7 separate regions of the Mus musculus genome follow, and regions 1, 3, 4, 5, 6 and 7 are each linked to region 2. The links are chromatin contacts, called in public HiCAR-type and promoter capture Hi-C maps. All regions are on one chromosome and are shown on one strand. The core of a region is the stretch at or near the end of the contact, and the rest is flanking DNA. Distances in the headings are between cores, read along the strand shown.

Region 1 (2,700 bases), core at 90-2,589, 2.5 Mb before region 2:
AAGGAGGGAGGGAGACGGAGGGAGACAGAGGGGAGGTATCTTTAAAAACATAACAATAAACTCAGCAGTGCTGTGAAGAGGGAGGACAGCACTCATTTGCTTGGGAACGCAACCTTGAAAGAATTCCCTCTTTAGAGCATAGTGATCATCAAAGCTTGGGGTCTGATGGGGAGGTAGAGTTGAGGGGTGGGTGGTTGTGGCCAAAGGCTGGGCAAGAAAGTGACACCAACGGCCCACCATATGAGCTTCCAAGCCCTACGTGCCAGCATAAATCCCAGCCCTGATCTATGGCCCAGATGCCAAGCAAGGGAGGCTCTGCAGTGGGGCAGAAGGCAATCCTTGAGGCCTCTGTGAAACCGATTTCACTAACTTTGAAAAGTCACTGGACCTCTACACCTGTTTTCTTACCTGTTGATCTAGCACGTTAGCGGCCCTCAATTGCTCAATTACAACCATCAGAGCCATCTCATGCTGCTCCATGAGCACTCCCTGCCCCACTCACAACCCCCCATGATGCCCGTGGCTTATGAACCGAATCTATACATTCACCTCCAGTTTTCTGGCCAGCTGGAAAGGTTTTCTCCCATCCCCCCACCCCCAACAACACTGGTGGCTCCCGCGGCTCATGCCTCACTCTTGGCAGAACGCCTCGATAGGCATACACCAGTAACCACTCTGCCCCACGTGGAGACTTCTTAGTACCCCTAATCATTAGCCATTAAAAAAATTAAAAGTTTCACCCCCTTATGCCTAGAAATTATCCCTGACTCAGGGCAATACGCTCTCAACTCCGAGGGCGACTTGGTCACAAAGCTTTCTCCCATTCGGGCCTGTGATCCAGAGCTTCAGCCTGGGGGATCGCCCTGCCTTTCACAATTTTCAAGTAACAGTCCCTGGATGCCCTAACACGATCCTGGGTTCCCCCAAGAACCTCCACCCAGCCTCCCCCTTACTGCGACTGGGACCCTCCCCTAAACACCGCGCCACAACTGGAGACCCCGCGAGGGTCCCTGCAGGCCAGGGCTCACCACCCAGCTCCGGGGCGGGAAAGGAGCTTCCGGCTCTCCGACCGCCCTGACCTTGTAGCTTCTCGGGCTCCACCGCCCGACACGGAACCGACACTCACCTGCGTCCCCTTGCCAGCCCCGGGCGGCCCCAGCAACACGGCCCGGATGCCCTTCGGAATCTCCGGTTCGGAAGCCAACACGTTGGGAGCCATGTCTTCCAAAGCTTCACTCCAACAGCCAGCCGCACACCTCACAGGTCTAGCGCTTCCAGGCCAGCGTACATCCTACTCCGGGCTCACACTGGTCGCTCGCCGCATCCGTCAACCCTCTCTACCCGCCCCCGAACTTGACGGGCACTTTCATTTACCAATCGTACGACGAGACTAAGAAAATTCTGTTTCCGATTGGGCAGAATTGGGAACGAGGAAGAGGCGGGCCAGCCTGGGAAGAGCTGGGGCAACAGAGCGCGTGCGGCTCTCGGCTGGTGTATGGAGTGGGCGGGAAAAACGAGAAGGAAGCCTGGAGCGGGTGAAGTTCTAGTTTGGCCTTTGACAGTTAATAACTCCAGAGTCTCTGTTTGAGCCCCGTAAAATTGCCTGTGAGAGTGTAAGTGGGTAAAATCACTCCCAGGAAACAAATTGGCAATAACGTAACCTTTGGACCAGTAATTCCACTTCCAAGAATTCAAAGGCAGAAACAAGGAATATGTAATGAGTTCCTGACAAAGATGTTGATGTCTAATAATAAGATTGGTTAAGTAAATTCCAACAAGTTTGTAATCTGACACCCTCTCCCTCCAGAACACCCCCATTGAACAGCACCATAACTTTGGCTATTTGGGAAGATCACATTTAAAGCTTGTCAAGGCCACGACGGTGAATTCAAGGCCAGCCTGGGCAGTTTAATGAGACCTTGTCCCAAAATGAAAATGAAGATAGCTGGGGCTGGCTATAGTACAGAGACAGAAGTTTTGGGCTCAATCCCCAGGACTGTAAAAATAAAACACATATGCATATATGAACACAGACAACCTTCCTGACTTTTAAGTCAGCAGAAAGACAGTTTTTATCCAGAGAGATGAGCCTGTCTTGAACAAGGCAATGATGTCGCCAGCTTTTAGGTGTGTCAAAGTTTCATCCTGTCCCAAAGGAGCCTTTCTCAACTGTAAGTGCAAGTGTGATTAGGAAACCATTCTTGCCCCACAGGCACAGTGCAACCATTTTCTACACCCTAGTGGTAAATGATGTTAACCAGCTAGCCAGATGGCTCAGCTAGTATAGACACTTGCCACCAAACTCTGAGGACCTGCGTTTGATTAACAAGACCCCACCCCCAATGAAAGAAAGAAGAGAACCAACTCCCACAGGTTGTCCACCGAGCTCCACATGTGTGCTGTGGTACACATATCTGCGCGTACATATATGTTCACACACAGAAAATAAGAAATAAATTCAAATGAAAAAAGAGAAACTAACATTCATACTTCTTGCTCATCCTGGATTTTCATGGGAGCCAGCTTGATCTGGTTGGGTTCTCTTAGTGGCCTTGAAGGAAGCAGGGGTTTATTGTGTCCTTTTTAAGACCGGAAGCGGAAGTAAGAGCTGATCACTATATAATTACATGGTCACAGGATTACAAGTAACACTGTGAACTAAGGGGCAGGGCAAAGTTCAGTCACTGGTGTCTAGCACTC
Region 2 (2,700 bases), core at 103-2,602:
CTGGCTGTCCTAGAAGTCACTACATAAGTAAACCGAATTGGCTCTGAACTGCCTCAGTCTCCCTAGTGCTGAGATTAAAGGCTACACTGGGCTGGAGTCTCTTAAAACATGGATTGCCTTAAATTCTTTGGTAGCAAAGGCTGGCCTTGAACTCTCCAACTTCCTACTCAGGCTGTCAATGTTATAAAGTACCTTTACCCACTGAGCCATCTTCCTTATAAGAAAAAGAAGTTGGGGGCTGTAGAGATGGCTTTAGTGGTTAAGGGTACCTCATACTCTTGCAGAGGCCCCAGGTTTGATTCTCAGCCCCTACACAGCTTACATTATCTGTAATCCTGTTTCGAGGGGATTCGATTTGGTCTTCTGGTCTCCGGAGGCACCAGGCACAAACACATGCATGCAGGCAAAAAATACTCATACACATAAATTAATTAAAACCAACCAAACAAAAAGGAGCGGTTTGAATAGAAGTTACCATGGGAAGACCGTGTGATAGCACAAGAAGATAGATTTCTACAACCGAAGGAGAAAAATCACACCCCCTGCCCCAACTCGCCTTGATTTTATTAGACTGTCGGTGTGCAAAACTGAGAGAAAACGCATTTCTATTGCACTAAGCTGAGGTACCCAATGGTGGGCCCCAGCAAACTAGAATGAGAGTGTTGTGCCTTTTTAACTAATAGACTGCCGTTGCCCGTTTAGTTGACCAGACAGCCTATGGTCCTGTCTTAACTGGAAGTCCTGAATGGAAACTTTAAGGACACTTGACTCGCTGAGCTACCTGCTGCCTTGGTGACATGTTGACCAGTCTTGGGACCCAGAACAGAACCTGCTTTCCCTGCACAGGGAAGGAAGGTGACTGGATATGTGGTGTCCGGGGTGAGGGTGGGGGTGGAGTAGGAGGAATGACTGAAGGTGACTGAAGGACCGATTGTGCCTGAAGTGTCCAGGGGTCATCTCTGGTGGTGGTGGAGCGATGGAGGACAGGTTCCTAAGGTGAGTCTCAGGACGAAGTGGAGGGCTGCTGCCTGTGGGTCATCAAGGACTGGAATCCAGCTCTTTCGATGGCGACTTGGAGGAAGGTTGCCAGAATGGGGACCGGCGGAGCGGCGTGCGGGACCGCAGGCGAGCGGGCCCGCTGGTGGAAGGGCGGGCGGGCGCGCGCCTGACGCGTCCTCTGGGCTCGGCCCCCCGGGCGCGCGCCCGTCCCTGCCGCACCCCGCCCCCTGCCTCGGTCAGGCTCGCTGGACCCCGCGCGTGCGGGGCCGCGCACGCCCCCTTCGCTAGCCGGGACCCGGGACCGCAGGCGCCTGGCGCCCCCGCCCCGCCCGGCGGGCGCGCGCCGCCTCCCGCTCCCGTTCCAGCTGGCGGCGGCGGCGGCAGCGGCCGGGATTGTTTTTGTTGTCGCTGAGGCCGGAAGAGCCGTGACAGAGTCGGGTCCCTGTCCCCGGACTGGGCGCCGCCGCCGCCCCCTGCCCGCCCCCGGCCCGCGTCTTCGCGGCGCCGCTTCAGCGCCAATATTCCAGAGAGCAAGCGTTACGCGGCTCCGGCGGGGCCCGGAGCGGGAGGCGCTGGGGACCGGAGCGAGGCGGCCCCCGTCGCCGCCATGGAGGCGCTGGGACCCGGTGAGGAGCGCGCTCGGACCAGGGTCAGACCTGGGGCTCGGGAGGGCAGACAGACCGGCGGAAGGGACTGTCGCTGCCCGACCGCCGCTCGCGGACCCGGCTGCCGGCTGCCAGGCCCCGGGAAGGAAGGGGTCCCATGCCCTCGTCCCTGGGGGGCGGGGACCACGCCCCAGCTGAAGACTCTAGGTCTATTCGGGACCCGTCTAAGGGAGGGAGGCTCAAGAGGTGACCCGAGTTCCCCGGGGTAGGGCAGACCTGTTCGGACCTTAGATCTCTGTCCACGGTCGCCGCGAGGCTAGTTGGGGCCTCAAATGGGACCGTGTGTCTGGGGCACGCCGAGGCCCGGCCCAAACCTGGAAGGCCTTCTACCTTCTGTCAAGGGTTTTCTTGGTGTGGGGCAGAATCCCTGTTTTCTTTTGCACTGGCATCTGGTTCCTCAGATGAGGAGGAGAGACCCACTCACTCATGTCCCTGAAAGCCAAAGGGAGAAATGTCCGTTCTTTTTCCAAAACTCTGAAGTTTGGTATCTGTCAGTTTGTCAGTCCCAGAGTGCTCTGGAATGACAATCCAATACTCTCCAGCAAGGGCATCAATGCCCTGCCTTCCCTTTTAATTGGGTTATCAGAGGCTGTTAAAATCAAACGAAAAAGTGTTTTTGAAACTGTGATTCTTTGCTGGTTATGGGTGGCCCCTGGTTCTCTCGCTCTCTGCTCCAACCCAAGGAAGCTTTCCAAACTCTCACGAATACTCTTCGTTTGGAGCCTTGTGCTCCTGTCTCAAGCCCTACAACAGGTTGCTAATGGCTTGGCTAAGTAGGGCAAGGTTTAGGGGCAGTGATGGAATTAGTTTTCATATTCAAACCTTGTCTACATAGTAGACTTAGTTGTATGTTTTTAAAATTCATAGAAAATTAGGTTTATTGTTTGCATTTGGAAATTTTGCAGGTTTGTTAACTTGGAACATATTTACATAACTGAGCGATTAAATCCTATCTTTATTTGCTGCTTAAGGTTTTCTTAAAAAGCCCACATAGTCAAATGTCATAAGCCTTCAAAAAATAAATCGGCTTAGCTGG
Region 3 (2,700 bases), core at 12-2,511, 2.8 Mb before region 2:
TATCTGAAGACAACTACAGTGTACTTTCATATAATAAATAAATAAATCTTTAAAAAAAAAAAAAAGATTCTAACTTAAGCAGAAATGAATTTATATTAGAAGTTCACAGGAAGAGTTCAAACACAAGGATGGAAGGCAGCCAGGAACAATAGCCAAAGTCATAGCATAACTGTCCCAGAGAGGACACCAACACTGCTCTTGGCAACCAGGGACTGCCAGCCAGCACAAGAGCATTGGACCGAGGTGATGGTGATACCATTCCAGGCATGGTCCCATGGCACCCGGAGCTACTGCTGTAACTGTCGCTGCTGCTGGGAAAGGGTCCTCTGTGGTTCTTGGGTATTGGTGTTGTAACTCCCTCTTCAAAGTGGTACATCTGATTGTCAAAGTGTACACAATGGCCTTTGTATCTGCAAGGAATTCTGGGAAATCGAGCCATTGGTATTTTCATATTCTATTGCAGAAGGTAGGCTCTACTTCCTACCAGTTAACCACAAGGTAAAGAATTCTCAAAATTATGGGTTTTGGAGGACATGCAAACAGAGAGGATGAAGATGTCCTTCTGTATGACACACATAAGGAAAGGATGAAGATGTCTGCCTCTAGCACAGAGATACCTCATTTTCAGCATCTCCAAGCTGGTTTTTATTGTCTTTATGACTCTCTTGATTCCACCAAACTAAAACTAAACAAACAGACAACATAAACTGGTCTTCTAAGCTCCTCCTTTTCTTTCTTTCTTTTCTTTTTCTTTTTTTTTTTTTTGACAGTCCCGATAGGCTGGTACTATCTATGTAGATCAAGCTGTCCTGAACCCACAGTGGTTCTGGCTACCTCTGCCTCCCAGGTACTGGGATTGAAGATGTGTGTCACTGTTGTGTGACAAAAACTCTTCCTGGGGAACACAGCATACTCCTCTCTACCCACCCAGATAGGAAACCCATGACAGGCTAAAGTACAGAAACCACCAGAGTCCAGCTTGGTGAAACAATGAACTTCATTGGGGTTACTTACAGGAATGTGGGTGATGGGCTACTTACAGCAGCAGAAATGACTGAAAGGCACCATCCAACAGGAGTGAAAGCTCACAGGAGCTGGGAAAGCAGGAGCCCACTGCAGCCTTCAGGCACCATCCAGGCCCAGCCAGCAGGAGTGACAGCCTGCAGGCTGGAGAGAGTCCTTTCCCTGGTACCTCCACTGAACTACATCTCTTCAGGACAGCTCTTCTGCTCTGAGTCTGTAAAGCTCAGCTCTGCTTCCTGCAGCAGGGAGGGACTTGGGGAATCTGTCCAGTTTCAGGGAGTTCTTGAAGTTATTTTTCTGTTGCTTGACTCCCTGAGGGATGGAATGTTTTAATCCCAGAGGGACAGTTACACAACCACCATCATGCCTGACTCTTGTTTTTGTGTTTTTTTTCAAGAGAAGATTTCTCTGTGTAACAGCCCTGGCTGTGCTGGAACTCGCTCTGTAGACTAGGCTGGCCTGGAACGCAGAGAGGACCGAGACAGGCTGACTCCATGACAGGCTTCAAACTGGTAGTTGTGGAGACTAGACCTAAATTTCTAGGCCTGGGCAAGACTGTTCAAGTCGGTTACTAAATAAAAAAAAATAATAATAATAATACCAGGCCCGGGGCAGCCAATCAGAAGCTGCCTCTCCATCGGAAGCCGCCGTACCACGTGACCACCGCAAGAGCAAAGAGTCAGGAACAGTTTCCAGGCTCCCCAGCAACAGTTTCCAGGCTCCCCCAACAGTTCTGGGAAGTCTCCAGAGCCCTAGCCAATCCCAAAGACACCCATACTCCTAGAGATCGAGCCAACCAATCAAGATAAAGGTCATCCCCCCCCCCCCCAGGAATTCTAATCTGCTTTAAATTGTGCCTGTGCGCTCACATGGGTGTCTCCATCTTGGTAAATGGTAGACCCCTGCATGCTGGACTTCTGCAGAATAAAAAAACAAAACAAAACTCTTTGCTTTTGCACACGCTAGCTATTTGAGTCTCCAGTATCATTATTCTGCTAATCACGGATCCTTGCAAGAGATCCTCCTGCTTCTGCCTCTTGAGAGCTGGATTATTGCCCTACTGGGCTAAGAGTTTTTATTCACTACTGTCTTTCTGTCTGTCTGTCTGTCTGTCTGTCTGTGTTTTTTTCGAGATAGGGTTTCTCTGTGTAGCCCTGGCTGTCCTGGAACTCACTTTGTAGACCAGGCTGGCCTCGAACTCAGAAATCCACCTGCCTCTGCTGGGATTAAAGGCATGCACCACCACGCCCGGCTTCACTATTGTATTTCAAGAGACAACAAGAAACACCTTGCACTTAGTAGGTTGATAAATTATTCTCTGCTGATGAAATCAGCCAATCCCAGCTAAATCATACAAAGGCAGGTTTATTGAGGGGGCAGCTCTTGGGTGGGTTCACTGGTCCCAAGGAATGAGACAGGGAAGTCACCATAGGGAGGGAGACAGAGGGGACGGGGAAGAGAAAGAGAAAATTCGGAAGTCCGCAGGGAGAGAGAAAATGTGGAGAAGGCAGGGAGCAAGAGGAGACCAAAATGTCTGCATCATGTAGGGAGGGGCTTCTGGGGGAGGGGCAGCGCAGCCTCTGTGCTGGAAAGTTCAGGGCAGAGGGCGGGGTGGGCCAGCTGTGCCTGTAACAGGTAGCGAAGGAGGGATGCTGGGAGCTTCTGGGAGCAGCACCA
Region 4 (2,700 bases), core at 91-2,590, 2.4 Mb before region 2:
CTCTGGTAGTAGATCTCTGTGTAGAATAGGCTGGCTTCGAACTAAGAGATTTGCTGGGATTAAAGCTATGGGCCACCATGCCTGGCTTAAAACTTGTAAACTCTTTTTTTTTTTTTTTTTTTTTTTCCGAGACAGGGTTTCTCTGTATAGCCCTGGCTGTCCTGGAACTCACTTTGTAGACAAGGCTGACCTCGAACTCAGAAATCCGCCTGCCTCTGCCTCCCAAGTGCTGGGATTAAAGGCGTGCGCCACCACATCCGGCTAAAACTTGCAAACTCTTAACGTAGTATACATAACAGGTACAACAGGGCATTAATCATATGTGTATAACTCAAGGAGCGCGCGCGCGCACACACACACACACACACACACACACACACACACACACCTGTAACCATTACCAAGCACCGGAAAGGTTCCATTCTGTCTCTTCCCAGTCAGCAGCCACATGCGCAGAGACAAGCAGCATTCGGACTTCTACCCGGAGAACTCTTGAATTAGCTTCTGAGCAACACCCTGCGCATGCTAAGCACTCCAAGGAGCCCGGCTCTCAGTCCCTGCCCTTGGAGTGCACAAAGCTGAGATGTTTTATCAGGCAAAAAAAAAAAAAAGGAAAGCAGGTGCGGGTATCTCAGCAACTGATATTAAGGCTCAAGGGAAGGAGGGGAGGGGTCAGACAGAGACAAGGACTGTGAGTCCCATTGCGTTTCGGGGCCAGGGATGGTCCGATAGAGGAAGATATTACACTGGACTCTGATGGATGAACAGGGATTTGTGTATAGAAGAGGAGACATGCTTTGAGTCGAAGCCACATTTCACCAGAGTCTTGTGGATTCTGAGAATGAAGGCATCACCCCGAGCTCGTGAAGCCACAAAAATTCTATTTGAATACATTTTAGCTGGCATTTGAGTTGGGAGTTTAAAATGCCTAGAAGAGGCGATTAAGTAAAAGGTCATATTACAAAATAAGACAGGAGAGGTTTGGGCTCCAAGGGCGGAGCCAGAACTTCACCAGGGGAGGAGCAGGGGGCCATCGACTTCAGCCAGGGACAGAAAAGTTTTCCGGAGTCACTTTTTGAGACGCAGGACGCAGGATCTGCGGCTCAGACCACGTAGACGCCTAGGATTCGAAGGATTTCCCCGCGTGGACCTCCGCGGACATCAGTCAGCCAGCTTGCTTAGCTGCGCAGCTTTGCGGAGCAGCCTCGCAGGGCTGAATGCTTTATGTCCGAATCGACCAATGGGCTGGCGGCACCCGGTTGCCCTGGCTACGGAGCAGGCAGGGGCGGGGCCAGGGCACCGGGGCGGGGCTAGGGCGGGGCTTATATAAGCGAGCGGCGGGCGCAAGGCGGGGCGTGGGGTCGGTGGCTGCTGGGCGCGCGGGGCGCAGGCCGCGGGGCCGGAGCCGGGGGGAGCGAGCGAGCGGAGGCGCCGAGGATCCGATTCACTCGCTGGGGAGACCTATGGGCCGAAGCCGTGTAAATGCGTTTTAAGGCGAGTGCAGGAGATGGCTGGGGGGGAGCCTCGGGGAGCGGGCGTCCTCGGCTTTGGGCGCTGACCCTTCCCCCGGCCCCCCTTGCCTCCTCTCAGCAGGGGCCTCGGCTCCGCAATTGCCACTCCTCCTCGGGGTGTTGCACAAGTTTCGAGGTCACCGGCGACCCCCCCTAGCAGCGCGCCTGGCTCTGGCCCCCGCGAAGGAGGACGGGGCTTGGTAAGGAGGCCTGGGGTTGGGGTGCGGGACCCCCGCCCTGCACTTGAGAGAGCCGTCCCGCGGACAGAACCCACCCGTGGCTCATAGAGCATTCTTAGTGTGTCAGGACCAACCTTTTATAAATGGGGAAACTGACCCAAGGTCATGAAGCAGAGAGCCGACTCGAACTCAAGCTCACGGGTTTTGTTTTTTTTTTTTTTGGCCCTTTAGGTAGGTGTAGTCTGGACTGGAGAAATCCTTCAATTGGAAGGAGACTTCCCCAACTAGGTTTCTCAGATCTGTCCCCACATTTTTTTTCTTCCAATTTCAAATTTCAGAACTGGAAAAGAACTCCAAACCAATCCCATTTAACAGATGGGGGTAATTGAGGCTCTAGCAGACATAACTTCACCATTCCCAGCGAACCTCGGCTTCTCAGGCTTGGGCAAGGGCACAGAACATGACTGGGCAGGGACCGTAGGCCTGGGGAGGTGAGGGATGCAGCCTGTTCCCCAGCGGTTTCCTCCATCTCCCTCTCCCCACAGTGTGTTGCATACTTTCTAAGGCGGTGGCCAAGGCAGCCAGCGGTGCTCCAAGGCAGCGGTTTCCTCCAGCCCCTGGGCTCCTCCTGCTCAGCATGGCTGGCTATCTGAGTGAATCGGACTTTGTGATGGTGGAGGAGGGCTTCAGCACCCGGGATCTGCTGGAGGAGCTCACTCTGGGGGCCTCCCAGGCCACCTCGGTGAGGGGATGGAAATGGGTGTGGGTTGGTTGCCTGTCCTCTTCTCTGTAGGAGACCTCCCATTCTCTCGGTATTGGTATTTGTTTACTTGATATTTACTAGATTGTCCCCTTTATCTCCAATTCTTGGTCCTTGCCCCCACATCTGCCCTCCCTGTGTTTCCTGACTTGAGAAAAGAACAGTATCTCCACCTTCACGGTCTCCCCAGCACTCCAGGTGGGAACTTCGGAGTACCTGCCTTTTGCGCTCTCCCCTTCTACACTCAGGC
Region 5 (2,700 bases), core at 116-2,615, 2.7 Mb before region 2:
ACTGACTAAAATGTACCCTTCGAAGAGGTGAATGAATGTTCTTAGTGACAGGGTCTCTGTATAGAGCTCTACCTAGCCAGGAACTCATTATGTAAACAAGGCTGGCCTCCAAATTGCAGCCACCCCCCTGTCTCTGACTCTCAGGTATTAAGATTACAGGTAGCATGTACCACCACACCCAGGATAGGTAAATTTAAAAAAAAAAATAGCTTGGTGGTGCAACCGCCCTTAGCGTAATTCTAGTCCAGTCTTTATCTGGCTTGTAAAACAAAGTTTACAAGCCCCTCATGACTTGGCTCCTACCTGTCTCTCCTTAGAGAACATGTCAAAGGACAGCAATAGGTTCTGTGGAGGAACATCAGAGGCACGGGCAGGCAGGGATGGAAACGGTTCTGTTGGCAGGGAGTTGTGGTGGCCGAGCAGTACTGTGCTTGCTTTATTCCATTTAAATCAGTGTCCTTGGACAAAGGGTGTGTGAGGGCACTGAAGGCTGAGTCCAGGGCCTTACTCATGCTTTACCACGGAGCTGAGCCTAGCCTTCTCCCTGTTCTACAATATTCTTGCTTCCCCTTGGGTCTTCCCTGTCTGAAATGCAGTTCTCAGCGCCCGCGTGTACACAACACACACACACACACACACACACACACACACGCCAGAAGAGGACGTCAGATCCCCTGATACAGGCCGTACCGAATAACCTGACATGGGTGCTGGGAACTGAAAACGGGTCTTCTGTAAGAGCAGTACTTTCTTTCCATTTCAGAGCCATCTCTTCGGCCAGCTCGCCCCTTATTTCTTTTCAGAACTTCAGTCATAGGAACTTTCAGTACGTGTTTTATTTGGGTTATAGGTCCTTTTAAATTTCCGGTTCTCTCCGCCAGAGTCCTGGAAAGACATGGCCCTGACTCCCTAGAGCCTAGCAGTGCTCCCGGCATGGAATAGGATGGGTGGAATGAGGTTCCCAGCCCCAGGAATGGCTGGAGCACAAGCTACGTGCACACAAAGGGTGAGCCCACTGGAGTTTCTCTTGCACCCTGAGAATGGCTGCTTGACTGATCAACTAGCAGAGAGGGCCGTAGAGCCGCCCAGGCGCGGAGACCGCGGCCCCACTCGTTTAGGGATTGGCATCGGGAATCATGGGACTTCAAATTCTCGGTACCCAACGGCGCATCCCAACCCCCCACCAAGGCCTGACCTGCAGGTTCCGGGTGATAAGATGCAGCTTCTCCTCAGGGCTTGGAGCATCACCCATGGCTCCGCTGTCTCTGTTTCCCGCGCTCAGCCGGCACCCGCGCCCTTTCCTCGTTCGCCGTCGTCTCCGCGTGCCGGGAACTGTCACGCTAGTCCCGTCGGGTTGCATCAGCTGAGCTCGTCGCTCCGCTTGCTAGGCCTAGATTCTGTCTGTCCCCTCCTCTCCCCGAGCATCCCCGAGTCAGGAGCAGCAGAGAGTCGAAAGAATCGATGAAACAGGAAGGGGCGGAACCATCCAAAAAAAAAAAAACCAAAACAGTGTAGGTGGAGCTGGGGGGCGGGGTTAGGAAGGCCGCCCATGACGCACCCTCTCAGGGGCGGGGCGGTTTCCTGCCAATCACTGCTTGCTTGCCCTCCCCCTGGTGTTGGCCCCGCTGCCTCGGGGTGGGGGAGGTCGTGAAGGGGGCGATAAAATGGCGCAGGGGGCGGAGTGAGGTGCTGCCGCTCGCCCAGGCTTTTGGCCCGGCTTCCGGAGGTGAAGAGCGGGCGGGACGTAAGGGTCGGCGCCCGTCGTCTAGGCGAGGGGTCGGGGGGGAGGGGGCGGGCCGCCTGTTGCTTCTCCACAGGGCCGCGTTCTTCGTCTTGCCCCCGTGAGGAGTAGGGAAGCTCGTCTCGCTGAGGGAAGGGCTGCTTCTCGCGCCAGAGGTGATGGCGGGCGGGGAGGTTGTCCCTGCCCCCCACCTCCACATCCGTGGGCGAGTGACGCCCCTCATCCCGCTGAGGAAAAGGGAGCTGTCAGGTCCTCGGGCCGCCGGCCCTGCCAGTGGGGGCGGGGGGGGGGGTCTTCCTCTCCCGGTGCCTGCCTTCCCCGCGGGAGGCTGTTGCTAGGGAGAGCGGGGATGGCGGGCTTCCCGCGGGGCGTCGTGGCGGGAGAGGGCGACCCACTCCGGGCGACCGCGGGCCGCAGCCTGCCGAGATGTGGCAGTCAGCGTCTGTCCCCTGAGGTCGGGTGCCCTGGCGGAGCCCGCGGGGGGACCTGGGTCGCCCCTGGGGGGAGGGGCGCGGAGGGAACACGCGCTCCTCCCGCTATCCGCGGGGAGGCGAGGACTCGCTCTCCCGAGTGGGAGGAGGAGGGAAGTGCAGAGGCCCTGGGCGCGGCGGGCGGGCGGGTAGTGTTCCCGACGGGGAGGCCCGCGGGCATCCTCGCAAGGTATCCCTGGGCCACCGTTGCTGGGTTTCATCCAGGGCCGCAGGGAATGCTGCAGACACCTAAGGTGAGCCCTTCTTCAGAGGGCCACCAAATGAGGACGGAGTTCACCGGCTGCCCTCATTTTTTGTTTTTTGTCCTCCCCCCCCCACCCCCCCGTGGTTGTTAAGAGCCCCAGGCTTTAATAGACTATTCTTGTAAAAGAAACCTGTTGCTTCAGTTTAGAAAAATCTGCTGCCTGGGCCTGTGTGGGAATTCTTGGCTCCCTAGTCTGGGGGAATTGTTACCTAAAGCAGAGATTT
Region 6 (2,700 bases), core at 58-2,557, 2.8 Mb before region 2:
GGTGCTCTTACCCACTGAGTCATCTCACCAGCCCCCGGCTAAATTTTTATCTTTCAAAAAAATTTAACGTGATGCAAAAGTTGCAGTACGTAATAAGATCCAATCTTGGGCTGTGGACACACACGTACGCACGCACGCACGCACAGAAAAAGGTATGTCTTGATTACTCTAACCTGGTCACACTATTCCCTACTGGGAGAAACTCGAGGACAACCCAGAAATCACTTAAAAATACAACTAATGCACAAGTATAATTTACAATGATAAATGTTGGACCAGCGCCACACCATTTAACTCTATCCCCAAAGGTAAGTGTGATTCAGGCACACATGGACTTTTAGAATGGATGGGGGCAGGGGATACGGCCTCGGGTTTCTTCATTCTCTAGTAAGGTGATCTTTTTCTTCACTTTCCCCCTAAATTGGGTCCAAAGAGGGGCACACTGTGATCACGCCAGAGCACCTTTAGGGCAAAGAAGTGGGCGAAGCAGGAAGCCGCAGGTTGTCCGAATGCAAGAGATGTGGGCCACCTACTCACATTCATATTTTCGATTGACTGGAGGATACTTGTCCTTGGTCGCCTTCTGTTCCTCCGTCAAATTGTAATCTCTAACATCTTCCTCCTCTTGAGCCATGATTGCGGAGTTGGTACTCTTACTTCCGCCCTTCATCAGCCAGACTTCGGCCCCGCGCCATAACTTCCGCTCTACACCCCACCCCCTTGGCAGCGGGTCTAAAAGGACCAGGACTCCATTCTGCAAGCTCGCGGAAGGATATACCCGCTTGCGGCTGCCGGGCTGCCGGGCTGCCAGGCTCGGTCCTGCCGCTTTTATAACATGTTTTAGAGACCAGCATCTTATTTCCTGCACTCATCACTATTAGTACCGAGGGAGTCAGTTAAAAGACGCCACCTTGAATTAGGCACCTGTAAGTCTAAACGGTGATGCGTTTTCTCCTCGTCTGGCCCTCCGAGTTGCTAACCAGACCCGGAAACACTTCCAAATTCTTTCGCTACCCTGAGGGAGTTGTCAGCATAACGGCCTGCTAAGAAGATGGCTGCGCATGAGCGTGTAGGGTGTATGTCACGTGATCTGCACGGGCCTCATCCCGGCAGGCGGGGCGCGCGCGCAATCCGTGGAAGTCTCCGGACTGTGGTGGGGGGTGGGGGAGAGAGAAGGGGCGGAGCGCGCGCGCCTCGGGACTCTGGAGAAAACGACTCTCGAGCGTCTCCATAGGCCGCGAGGCGGATGCTCCGCCCACCCCTCAGACCCGCGCTTTCTCATTGGTCGGTGTTGGCGCGAAGGCACGCGAGCCGGCCCCCTACGCACGGGCCGCAGGAAACAATAGAGGCCGCGCGCGCGGAGTGGAGCGCTCGTAGCCTCCCCGCCCCTCCTGCAACGCACGACCCCGGGATCCCCCAACCCCTCCCGGCTCTCCTGCCGCCATGGCTGACAAGGAAGGTGAGTGTGCCGAGGCCGGCTCGGAAGGGACGGTGCTGGCTTGTAGGGCTGTGTCGTGGCCTGTTACGCGGCCTGAGACGGAGAGCAGGCCCGACTCTGGCGAGCCTCGTCCCAGCGACGCCGGCCTGAGGACTGAGCTCCCCGGCGGGGCGGGCTAACGGCGCAGCAGCTCCTCCGGAGCGGATGCGAGGCGACGCCAGGTCTCCGGCCTAGGCGACTACGAGGCTCCCTGCCGGTCCCTCTGCCTGCCGAGACTCGGGGCGCCGCTCTCCATCCCCAGGCTCGATGCGCAGGTCTCCTCCCCGGGTTTGGCGGACTTGGCGCGCGCCACCGTGCTTCGTTCGGGGTTGGACACCATCGGCCCCCGAAGGAGTAACGGAGTGTCCGGCTGGGGTGGCCCCAGGACTTCCGGCCCGCCGCGGCCGAGAGTGGCGTTGGTGCCCGCGACCTGGGAGATTAAGATGAATCTCCATTTCGTTGTCAAAATCCGGGCGCTACGCCGGTGGCTTGGAGAGGTTTGTGCCCTTTCCGTTTACGTTCGCTAACTTGATTTGTCTTTTAAAAACATTTTAGCGGCCTTTGACGACGCAGTGGAAGAACGGGTGATCAACGAGGAGTACAAAATATGGAAGAAGAACACCCCTTTTCTTTATGATTTGGTGATGACCCATGCCCTGGAGTGGCCCAGCTTAACTGCCCAGTGGCTTCCAGATGTGACCAGGTGACGCGAATCTTGAATATTTTTGATAGTTCATATATTTTAATTTTTTTGCCCTCCAGTCACTCAGGGGGGACATTATCAGAGCTTATGAGTACTATTTATTTTCCTCGACTAGAAATAATGTCAAAAACAGAAGATCATTTTGTAATTTACCCTGCAAAGAAAACATGCTCTGTTGTTGTGTTGTTGTTTGATTTTTTTTTTTCTTTTTCTTTTACTTTTTTTTTTTAAGTCATCTCTATTTGTATGAATACACTGAAGCCAGAAGAGGGCATTGGGTCCCATTACAGATTGTTGTGAGCCACCATGTGGTTGCTGGGATTTGAACTCAGGACCTTGGGAAGAGCAGTCAATGCTCTTAGCCGCTGAGCCAGCTCTCCAGCCCTGTTTTTGTTTTTTCCCTCAGCATGGAGTTGAATAGCCATTCTTAAGACTGGAGTTGGCCATGTAATATAAAACTTGACCGTTTTCAAAAGTTATTCTGGGTCCAGTTTATTCAACAAAACATTTGATTTCTCAA
Region 7 (2,700 bases), core at 17-2,516, 2.5 Mb before region 2:
AGAGCTGTTAGTGAGCTGCCTTCTCTCATCATCTGCATCTCAACTTTCAGCAGCGGTTGTGTGGAAGAACACGCCTTCTGCAATGCTGCTGCTAAGTGCGCCCCTAGCCATATGGACACACCCCTCGGAAGCGCGGCCCCTTCAGTAGGACATTTTCATTCTCTCTCCTATAACAAATATTCCTTCTCAATCATTACGATAACACGCACATACACACACCTCTCCCTTCCTGGGCAAAGAGAAAGAAAACAAAACAAAACAAAAAAAACCCCTGCTCACCCGGATATTCTGACTTAATGGACAGTTCCCTTCTCTTAGCACTCAGCCACCACCTCAAGCCACCTCAAGCAAGTAGGTATAGGGTGCTGAGTGCCATCAGACCGGTTGCAAGGCTGGTCTGAGGGTCGGTTACTCGTGATCGTCCGTCCTCTACCTCCTGCTGGGCACCATCCTCTCCTCCCTCAAGGTGTGTGACACCCGTTGCACCCGGGACGACCCCCGCGGCCACGCCCCCGCGCTCACCCGCAGTCAGGGGCCGGACACCAGCGGCAGTCGGGGTCCGAGGCCAGGTACCGGCGCAGCATGAACTCTTCGTACTTGTGCATGAGCGGCGGGTCGGCCAGCAGCAGACGGATGTCGTGTGGGTTGAGCCGCTCGCTGCACTCGGGGCAGCTGATGGGCACGCGGCTCTCGCTGATCTCCAGGCGCAGGTAGTGGCGGAGGCAGTCCCGGCACGAGCGATGCGGGCAGCTGAGGAGGCGCGGGGCCCGCTCGGGCGGCAGGCGCACCAGGCACAGCGGGCACTCCACCTCCTCCGCGCCGCCGCCCTCCGCCGCCTCGTCCTCCTCCGGCCCGGCAGCCACGGCCTCCGCCTCAGCCTCGGCAGCGGGCTCGGAGGGCAGAGCTTCCACCGGCGGGGCCTGAGCCTCAACCGGGGCCGGAGCGGGCGGCGGCGGCGGCGGCGGCGCAGCCGGGGGCGGCGGTTCGGCCTGAGGCTTGGTCCGGGCGCGGCGGCCGCGGGCCGAGGCGGAGAAGACGCTGTGGAAGGTGAGGCGCCGGCGCCGGCCGCCGCTGCGGCACTTAGGGTCGGGGGCGGCCGCATGGAGCGAGGTGGAGCGCGGCGACTCGGAGTCCTTCTCGGAGCCCATGGCCCGCAGAGGCTGAGGAGCCAGGGGCGCCCAGCGCCGCCGTAGCTCCCGCCTCAGCGCCCCCTCCCAGCCGGCGCCCCGGCCGCCGCCGCCGCCGCCACCGCCTCGGCAGTCCTCCCAGAGACAGAAGCCGACCAGCCGCTACGAAGTGGTTATAAAGCCTCCGCCCCGCGCGCCGCGGGCAACTGCGCAGGCGCCGGCCTCAGACACCTCACAACCCGCGCGGCCCCGCGAGAGGAGCTGGGCGGGGCCTGGAGGGCGGGGCCTGCAGGCTGCGGCGAAGCCCCGCCTTCTGCGGTCAGGTGGTCCGGCGCAGCCATATTTTGCACAGGCTCCACCCTCCGTTCCTTGTCCAGGAGTCAGGGGTCTTCTTTTCAATGAGGATGCCTTCATTTCGTCTGTAAAAAGAAGACGAGCGTTGATCTGGTAGTGATTCCCGCCGATCCACCGCCCAACATTTCTGTTGATGCTAGCCATTAAGTGGTAAGGAATATAGTCACTCATTGAAGATCCTCAAAGTGAGCCGCACTTCTAGATAAGACAGGCAGGCTCCCCTATCTTCAAGAATGAGTCCAGAGTTTTCATTCTAGCATTTGCTGTTTTCTGTCAACTAGTGAACTTACTCCTAAGCTGTATCTCTCAGGTACTCTGGTTAGTCACTGTTGGTAGAAAGAGGCCCAACAATTTCGCTTCTAGAAATGGTTTCTTTCAGTCCCCCTTCCCCAGTTCCTCTAACAAAAGACCCTTAGGCTTGGTGATGAGAAAAGCAAATACCTTCAACAGCAGCAAAGCCAGGTCAGGATTAGATTTTGGCTTAGAGAAATGAGAGAGGGAGGCTTATGATAGAGAATTTTCTTTCCATGAAAAATATGTCCGAAGATCGACAGTTCAAGCTTCTGTCTTAAGCTCACCTCATTCTGCCATATTCCAAACGGTGGGAAGAAAAATGTCTTATTTTAAGAAGACTGCTTAGGAAGTTCTGCCCAGTTTTGCTTGAATCTCATTGGTTAAAACAATCATCTTGATGCATCTTTCTTTAAAGATAAAAACAGTGTCTTGTTATTAATAAGGAATGGCAGTGAAGGCTTACAGTGATTCACTTGTCTAGCATGCCTTAAGGAGATGGGGGTGGGGATCGTGCAATGTAGGAACAGATATGTGAACATAGTAAGTTGTTTGATTTTTTTTTCCTGGCCAATACTTAAAACCAGATCCGCAACTCTTTAAACTTTTGAGATTACAACAACACAGCAAACGAAGCCCATTGGAAGAAATGTCCGGTAATGAAAACTAAGAACAGGGTCTAGTGGCCTAAGAAGGTATGATGTCATAGATGATCAAGCAGGTGTGATGTCATAGATGCCAAGACAATTTGTTTGCAAGAGGAAGTGGTCAGCCGTCAATTGTGACAAATGCTGCCAAGAACCCAAGAAAGAGAAGGACAGAAAAATATGACGGCTGGAATTGACAACACCAGGACTTTGTGTGTGTGTGTGTGTGTGTGTGTGTGTGTGTGTGTGTGTGTGTGTGTGTAGGGCAGAAGGGTAGTTTT

The links. Promoter capture Hi-C pulls out the DNA fragments that hold promoters and counts their contacts. HiCAR-type assays count read pairs that join an accessible place to other places.
Region 1: a contact with region 2 is called in a promoter capture Hi-C map of pre-B cells, with 5 times the contacts expected there. The contact joins the promoter of Ak2 here to the promoter of Ago4 in region 2. A contact is called at or near these places in 3 of 39 promoter capture datasets (hippocampal neurons, liver and pre-B cells) and 1 of 115 datasets of contacts at active chromatin or transcription factors (astrocytes).
Region 3: a contact with region 2 is called in a promoter capture Hi-C map of liver, with 3 times the contacts expected there. The contact joins the promoter of C330020E22Rik here to the promoter of Ago4 in region 2. A contact is called at or near these places in 3 of 39 promoter capture datasets (the C10 cell line, hippocampal neurons and liver).
Region 4: a promoter capture Hi-C map of pre-B cells shows a contact between it and region 2, with 3 times the contacts expected there. The contact joins the promoter of Azin2 here to the promoter of Ago4 in region 2. A contact is called at or near these places in 4 of 39 promoter capture datasets (the C10 cell line, cranial neural crest, hippocampal neurons and 1 more).
Region 5: a contact with region 2 is called in a HiCAR-type map of astrocytes, with 5 times the contacts expected there. The contact joins the promoter of Yars here to the promoter of Ago4 in region 2. A contact is called at or near these places in 2 of 39 promoter capture datasets (the C10 cell line and pre-B cells) and 1 of 115 datasets of contacts at active chromatin or transcription factors (astrocytes).
Region 6: a promoter capture Hi-C map of hippocampal neurons shows a contact between it and region 2, with 3 times the contacts expected there. The contact joins the promoter of Rbbp4 here to the promoter of Ago4 in region 2. A contact is called at or near these places in 3 of 39 promoter capture datasets (hippocampal neurons and liver) and 1 of 115 datasets of contacts at active chromatin or transcription factors (astrocytes).
Region 7: a promoter capture Hi-C map of liver shows a contact between it and region 2, with 3 times the contacts expected there. The contact joins the promoter of 1700086P04Rik here to the promoter of Ago4 in region 2. A contact is called at or near these places in 5 of 39 promoter capture datasets (the C10 cell line, hippocampal neurons, liver and 2 more).

Annotation. Positions count from the first base shown.
Region 1 is chr4:128,991,863-128,994,562 of GRCm38.p6, reverse strand. Ak2 (adenylate kinase 2) reads right to left here and starts at 1,339. Exons shown (of 7, transcript NM_016895.4): 1 at 1,127-1,339. The coding sequence starts at 1,219.
Region 2 is chr4:126,532,110-126,534,809 of GRCm38.p6, reverse strand. It overlaps Ago4 (argonaute RISC catalytic subunit 4), which reads left to right and starts at 1,352. Exons shown (of 18, transcript NM_153177.3): 1 at 1,352-1,625. The coding sequence starts at 1,607.
Region 3 is chr4:129,381,280-129,383,979 of GRCm38.p6, reverse strand. C330020E22Rik (RIKEN cDNA C330020E22 gene) reads right to left here and starts at 1,261. Exons shown (of 3, transcript NR_151530.1): 1 at 1,015-1,261.
Region 4 is chr4:128,961,095-128,963,794 of GRCm38.p6, reverse strand. Azin2 (antizyme inhibitor 2) reads left to right here and starts at 1,340. Exons shown (of 11, transcript NM_172875.4): 1 at 1,340-1,494; 2 at 1,591-1,711; 3 at 2,236-2,432. The coding sequence starts at 2,328.
Region 5 is chr4:129,188,568-129,191,267 of GRCm38.p6, reverse strand. Yars (tyrosyl-tRNA synthetase) reads right to left here and starts at 1,365. Exons shown (of 13, transcript NM_134151.5): 1 at 1,196-1,365. The coding sequence starts at 1,252. S100pbp (S100P binding protein) reads left to right here and starts at 1,689. Exons shown (of 7, transcript NM_001379590.1): 1 at 1,689-1,726.
Region 6 is chr4:129,333,977-129,336,676 of GRCm38.p6, reverse strand. Rbbp4 (retinoblastoma binding protein 4, chromatin remodeling factor) reads left to right here and starts at 1,307. Exons shown (of 12, transcript NM_009030.3): 1 at 1,307-1,459; 2 at 2,033-2,180. The coding sequence starts at 1,444. Zbtb8os (zinc finger and BTB domain containing 8 opposite strand) reads right to left here and starts at 709. Exons shown (of 7, transcript NM_025970.4): 1 at 538-709. The coding sequence starts at 634.
Region 7 is chr4:129,056,719-129,059,418 of GRCm38.p6, reverse strand. It overlaps 1700086P04Rik (a long non-coding RNA gene), which reads left to right and starts at 1,266. Exons shown (of 2, transcript XR_868180.3): 1 at 1,266-1,631. It overlaps Rnf19b (ring finger protein 19B), which reads right to left and starts at 1,275. Exons shown (of 9, transcript NM_029219.2): 1 at 523-1,275. The coding sequence starts at 1,148.